Linked DNA regions of Rattus norvegicus: region 2 is linked to region 1. A link is a contact called in public Hi-C data. All regions are on one chromosome and are shown on one strand. Each heading gives the region's core, a stretch centred on a gene start, on an enhancer-like site or on the middle of the called end of the contact. The rest is flanking DNA. Distances are from core to core; before and after follow the strand shown. Region 1 holds the start of Grk5 (G protein-coupled receptor kinase 5). Region 2 has its middle 16 kb from the start of Rnu6-28.

Evidence for each region. A called contact is a pair of places that touch in the nucleus more often than the background predicts.
Region 2: a Hi-C map of mammary epithelial cells shows a contact between it and region 1, with 2.2 times the contacts expected there. The contact joins the enhancer-like site here to the promoter of Grk5 in region 1. A contact is called at or near these places in 2 of 12 Hi-C or Micro-C datasets (mammary epithelial cells and psoas muscle).

What each region holds. Positions count from the first base shown.
Region 1 is chr1:270,012,755-270,015,691 of GRCr8, reverse strand. It overlaps Grk5 (G protein-coupled receptor kinase 5), which reads right to left and starts at 1,356. Exons shown (of 16, transcript NM_030829.2): 1 at 1,120-1,356. The coding sequence starts at 1,171.
Region 2 is chr1:270,249,800-270,253,095 of GRCr8, reverse strand. It overlaps the pseudogene Zfp950. Among named protein-coding and RNA genes, the nearest start is that of Rnu6-28, 16 kb to the right of the region's middle. Within about 2 kb of position 1,580, at least 71 of the 93 cell types and tissues checked have an H3K27ac peak or open chromatin away from gene starts, as enhancers often do.

The DNA.
Region 1 (2,937 bases), core at 107-2,606:
CCTTACTCAGTCCACCCTGAATATTAAATACAGCCTTCTCCCAGGAAAGGAAAATAATAACAACAAAACAACAACAACAAAAACCCTCCCCCTTCTTATAGAATGGCTGCACACCAGAATCCAAATGTTGGCAAATAAGATATTACATAAATTCCAAATTTTCCTGAATATGTATGTTTCCATTCCTGCAACACAAACCGTTTAGGACATCGAAGTTTCTGACACACACCCCCCACACACACACCTTTTCAACTCAAGAATCAAAAGTCAAAATACATGGTACAAGGTATTAATAAGGATCTTACCCATCCATTTCCTAACAGCTAAACGCAGGAAATTGAGATGCGTACAAAACATATCTAAACAGCAGCACACTTGCCTATAACTAAGCCTTATCTAACTCAGGGTGGGAGTTGGGACGGTTAATAACAACAATCCATCCTAAATTTTTAATTATTTTCTCAGTGACTTGTAAAGCCACCCTTTCATTATTCTACACACTGGCTAATTCCCCAACATCTTACTTTGCCTTTAAAAGGCTTCCTTCCACACAACGACGGGATTTCCCTAAGAAATTTTCCCAGAGGATGATGATTTCCACCAATAGTCTTTATCAACTCAAGCAAAGACTGGTTTTTGCTAATTCCAATCCCACAACACACACACACACACACACACACACACACACACAGAGAGAGAGAGAGAGAGAGAGAGAGAGAGAGAGAGAGAGAGAGAGAGAGAGAGAGTGAGTTTTCACACTCTTAAAACCATCCCGGGCCAACTCTAAAGGCTGTTTTATTGGCTCGTTTTTTATCCTCTCCTAAAAGAATGCTTTTCCAACTGCCCTTTCAACAGCTGCAGAGACCGCACGATTTCTAAGGTTCAGCTGGAAACTAGAGGATATTTTAGCATCTTAACTCGTCCCTGCAACTGTCTTTGCCCCAATCCTAATCTTCTGAGCCCAAAAGCAAGAGCCCCTCAATATTTGCCGACAGACCTCCAAGCTGTACCCCTCGCACCAACTCACTGCGAGCATCCTGCACGCCCGCTTGTCACCCGACACCCGCACCCCGGCCCGCGGCGAATGCTCTGTGCAAGCACCGGACCACCCGAGCTTACCTTCCCGGGCTTTCAGCAAGACCGTGTTGGCCACGATGTTTTCCAGCTCCATTGACAGTCGGCAGTCAGTGAGGGAGCCGGCCGGCGGGGCTGTCAGCGTCTGGGGTGATGCCGCTGCCGCTGCTCGAGCTGCCGCCGCTGCTGCCAAACCCCAGAGCAAGCAGCCTGCCTCGCTACCGCATTATTCTTTCTACGAGCCCGCGGAGTTTCCCCCTCTGCACCGAAGAGCCGCCGCCGCCGCTTCTTCCTCCCTCTGTGTCCCCCCTCCCCCCTCCCTCAACACTTTCCCCCCCACCCCCCACCCTCCGCGCGTCTCTGTCACTCCATTCTCCTCCCCTCCGGCTCCCTCGGATGCTTTAATGCTTCGGATGCTTCAGCCTCCCCTCGTTCCCCTCCCGGGGGTGTGGTACTCTAGGCTCGAGCCCTGGCACCGCGCAAGCGCCTGCCCGAAAGCACCACCCACCGCGCGCTCTGGACACCGGGAATGAAGGGAATTGTAGTCCGGCGTCTGACGGGGCGGGGGCTGTAGTGCACCGGGACTGTGGTGCAGGACTGCTGCCGGTATGGCGCTGAGCCCAGGCGGCTCAGTCTCGCCGGCAGGCAGTCTCAGTCAAGAACGCCTCGAACGCCTCAGCCAAGGCGGAACCCCGACTCCCGGAGCGTAGAGTCCCTTTCCTGTCCCGCCAAGATCCGAGAAAGCGGAAAGCACAAGCCAAGGCAGGACGCTGCTGTGGGAAGCCCAGGTGTAGAGGCTGAGACCCGAGCGAAGGCGCGCCCCTGGGGTTCCGCGCTGCCCGCCGTCTGCTGCTCACACGCGCCAGGTCGCTGACAAAGGTGCACTTTGTTTCCGGGCAGCAAGGGGTTCGCCAGCCCGGGGCGACCTGGCGGTGGATGGTCTCTAGGCACGTAGCGTGAGCGCCGCCTGGCGACGGCGCGTCTACGCGAACCAGAATGCGGGCACCTAGGACTCCCGGGATCCCCACGCTCAGAGCAGCTTCGCTTCGCAAGCCGGGGGCCCAAAACCCTACGATTTTCATTATAACCAAACATATTGTAGTCAAGTTACTAAAAACACATAAGAAACCGAATCTGCTGTGGGAATGTTAATGAGTAACAAGCCAGGCCAGCGTGAAAAGGCATTCAAATTGCAGGCTTGTTTATCTTGGAAGCACTTGGCTCCTTACACTTTCAGAACCTCGGACTCCAGATCTAGTCCCAGCTCCTATTCCCCCAAAATTCTAATCCTGAGAAATTGGCTCTCCGGTCAACTGGGGTCTTTCGAGGAGAGTCCTAAGGGCTGGGGGCGGGGCTGCCAAGCCCCAGGGAACAATGAGGCCTTTGCCTTCTCTGGGCCTTTCGGGCGGATATCCGTTTTAAAACTAGGTCTGAAGCTTCTGTGTCCAAAAGAAGGAAAAGCCGGCTGTCCCCAGAGCTGCCAGGAAGTAGGGAGGGGCCGAGAGAAATGGAGAACAGTCATTAAGCATTGGCGCTAATGGCATTTTCAGAGTGTAGTCACCAGACTAGTGCTGGTTAATGGTAGTCTTCTTTCCTAGTGGATATATCTGCCACCACCACTTGCCTAGGGTCTGGATTTGGATCAGGGGACCTCATTTGTCTGCAAGCAAAGTTAAGTTTGCTTGTCAGAAGACAGAGAATTGAGCAAACAACTTGAGCACATGACACCACAGGAATTACTGTTCTAAGCAACCCAAACTTAGACTTAAACTACAGACTTAGACTACAAACTGTCGTGCCCAGAACCCTAACTTGTGATGAAGGGCTCTTTCAAAACAAAGAGATTCCTAGGAGTGGGCAGCA
Region 2 (3,296 bases), core at 331-2,830, 240 kb before region 1:
GATTAGCAGGTAGCTATGGCTCCTGAAAAAAAATCTACCTTCACAGTGTCACTTACTTGATTTTCAGCTAAGAACTTGTGCTACAAGATGAAAATTCCAGAAGCAGTTCTGACTAATTTACATCTGTTTCTGCATGACTTTGAGCTAAGAATGCTACTAAATGTCTTTGTTGTTACATTGTGACCACATTTAGAAGAGGATTTAACTTAGTATGCTTAAGAGTAGGCAAACCTCGGGGTTGGGGATTTAGCTCAGTGGTAGAGCGCTGACATAGCAAGCGCAAGGCCCTGGGTTCGGCCCAGTTCCAAAAAAAAAAAAAAAAAAAAAAAAAAAAAAAGGAAAAAAAAAAGAGTAGGCAAACCTCTGTGAATGTACCTAGACTTCCTAAGTAAAATCTCTAATGCTTCCTTTGTTGAAGAAAAGCATTGCTTTGGAAATGACTCCCATGCTCTCCTTGCCTGCCACAGGGGGAAAATCTTTCTCAGTTCTCCTGCCTTGACTTTTGTAATGGCTACTCTCAGTAGTCAAAGTGATTAAAATTCAGAGTTGGGTACTGTGAGAGATTTTTCTTTATTTTTTAATATTTATTTATTTTGTGTATATGAGTACATTGTAGCAGTTTCAGACACACCAGAAGAGAGCATCTGATCCCACCTCAGATGGTTGTGAGCCACCATGTGGTTGCTGGGAATTGAACTCAGGACCTCTGGAAGAGTAGTCAGTGCTCTTAACCACTGAGATTTTTCTTAATTATAATTTTGGAAGTGGGAAAACAGTTCTTCAATCTGGATCTTTTGAGGTGGTATGATCCACCTTTAATCTAGATCTAGACCACAGCTTCTGGTGGTAGCCTACATATATAAAGGACATTGGAGATAGTAGCTCTTTCCCTTTGTCTGCTTGCCCTAGCTCTGGCTTGCCAGTTTTTTGTTTTGTTTGTTTGTTGTTCGGTTTTTGGTTTGTTTCTGTTTGTTTGTTTCTTTTTTTTTCTGGCACTAGAGCCTATTTCTTTGGAATTCTGATGCATACGGATGATCATCTGAGACATCTAGCAACATGGACTCAACCACTTTCCATTGGTTGACAGCCATTGTTAGACTAATTGGACCACAGCCTGTTAGCCATGCTAATAAACCCACTTTTTACACACATAGAGGGATTCATTCTATCAGTTTTGTGGATTGTTCATCTAGAGAATCTTAAGTACCACAGCTATTTTGCTTGTTTGTTTTTGTTTTTTCCACCTTCCCACTGAGGAAGATGTGCTGGCTAACAATAGCGCTCCACAGTGTTTGTCATCGATTTCTTGCTTGGTGAAAAATAGCTGCAGTTTACCTGAACCCACCATGAAGGCACAAAACAGATATCTTGTTTCCTAAAGTCTCTCTTTGTTAAAATGCTGGCCATCCTTCCACTTGAGGGCCAGATTGAGAACTCTACTGCAAGTTGAGAATTGGGCTATGTAAGTTATTTACCTTGATTCAAGGAGGAAGAAGGGGAAGTGCCTACTGAGTACTGAGGAGAGTTCAAGCAAGGGATGAAGTGACAAGTAGTGAGGGCAGGGTCAATTGCCACAAGGGGAGGAGCAGGCGGCTGAGCAGAGGAACTGGAGTGGTGGGTCCTCCCGGGGCTGGGTGGGAAGACAGACAGGTAGAATATTGGAGGACAGGCACAAGTGCTACTGAAGTGCACATCTCTGCACATCTGGAAAAGCTTTGGCTCTGACCTGGAAGTCTGAGCCAGGAACTTCTATGCTGTGTCCCATCAGCGTACTCTAACCCTAAGGGCAGTGCTTTTGTTACTCAATACTCTCTGGCCAATCAGAGCCTTCAGATGGACCTGCCAGTCAGAAAAGGGGGAGGATCCTTCCGGGTGTCACGCTGTAAGTTCCGCTCTGTTCCTGAGCAGTCTTGAATGTTTTCGTGTGTCCTGCTCTCAACTCTGCTACTGGGCACTGAGAGGGGAGCTCAGGCACGCTCTGAAGTCGCGACATGGTGAGCGCAGGGTCAAGGGCCACAATGGGGAGGAGCAGGCAGCTGAGCAGCGGGAGCTGGTGTGGTGGGTCTTCCCTGGGGCTGGGTGGGGAGTGTCAGCCAGATGCTGACCCGTGAGGTCCCCTGTGTCCTAGTTACTCGCTGGATCCAGCGGTGGCCTCTGAATAACTTCCCTATGGGGATTGTGTATGGGCAAAACATTTGGAGCAGGGACTTGTGTGTAGAAACATCCTTGGTAGGATGCCAAACTCGGGGAGCCATCGTTTGTGTAGTATCTTCTACAGGTTCTGTCCTTAGCATTTACTATTTAGGTGTACAATCCATTTGGAGTTAAGTTCGTGGAGGCTGTAAAAGAAATTTCATGTGTTGGGTAGCGATCCAATATTAAACTGTGATGTAACAGAGAAGAAATCCATGATGTGAAAGAACTACCAGTGCTTAGGGGATAGTAAGGCACACCAAGTAGAATTTAGCTGAGGGAGGACTGCTTCTAAAACACCCCACAGATAAGCATTATGTTAACCAGGCCTGTTAGAGATTAGCGTGCTAGGATACACGTGTTTGTTCACCAGAACACCCCTACAACTAGCCACTAAGCCCATCCTCATATCGAAGAACAGGCCTCTTAACACGCTGCTCAAGGGAGCATTACAGGATCATAACCAACATTAAGGCCTGGTGTGCCATAAAGACCCAGATTTCTTCTTGAGAAAAGCATAGTTCTGCCACACAGGCAAGACTACACCAGGTGACAACCATTTGAAAAGGAAAAACACTGTTGTGTTGAGGTCTGGCCTGATCAAGCAAGGCTTTCCATGAGGCCCTCATGCATAGAGAAGGAAACCCAGGAGCATGATTGCCAGAGCCAGTACAAGACTGAGGCCTTGAGAGTTTTCCCTAAGGCCCTGATGTACTGAGAATTAAATAGAGCTGCTCTAAAGCAAGGAGTATGCTTGTGAGAACTAGTGATGGTCTCCAGGTTGCCAAGGCCTTTGGAAGGGGTTGCTTCACATTCTGAGAACCCAACTTGTCCCACCACATGGGGCTGTGGCTATCAGTCCTAAGTCCACTGTAGGTTTGGTCAGTAATGTTCTTGAGATACCCTGTGTCCTGCTGTGCACCATTGTTTTAGACTTCTCCTAAGTTTGTCCTATTGTATAATAGTTTCTGCTGACTTCATAGAAGTCTACCATTTTTTTCAGTTTCCCCCATTAGTAGTATCCGAGATGCTTTCTTTTTTTTTTTTTTTTTTTTTTTTTTTTTTTTTTTTGGTTCTTTTTTTCGGAGCTGGGGACCGAACCC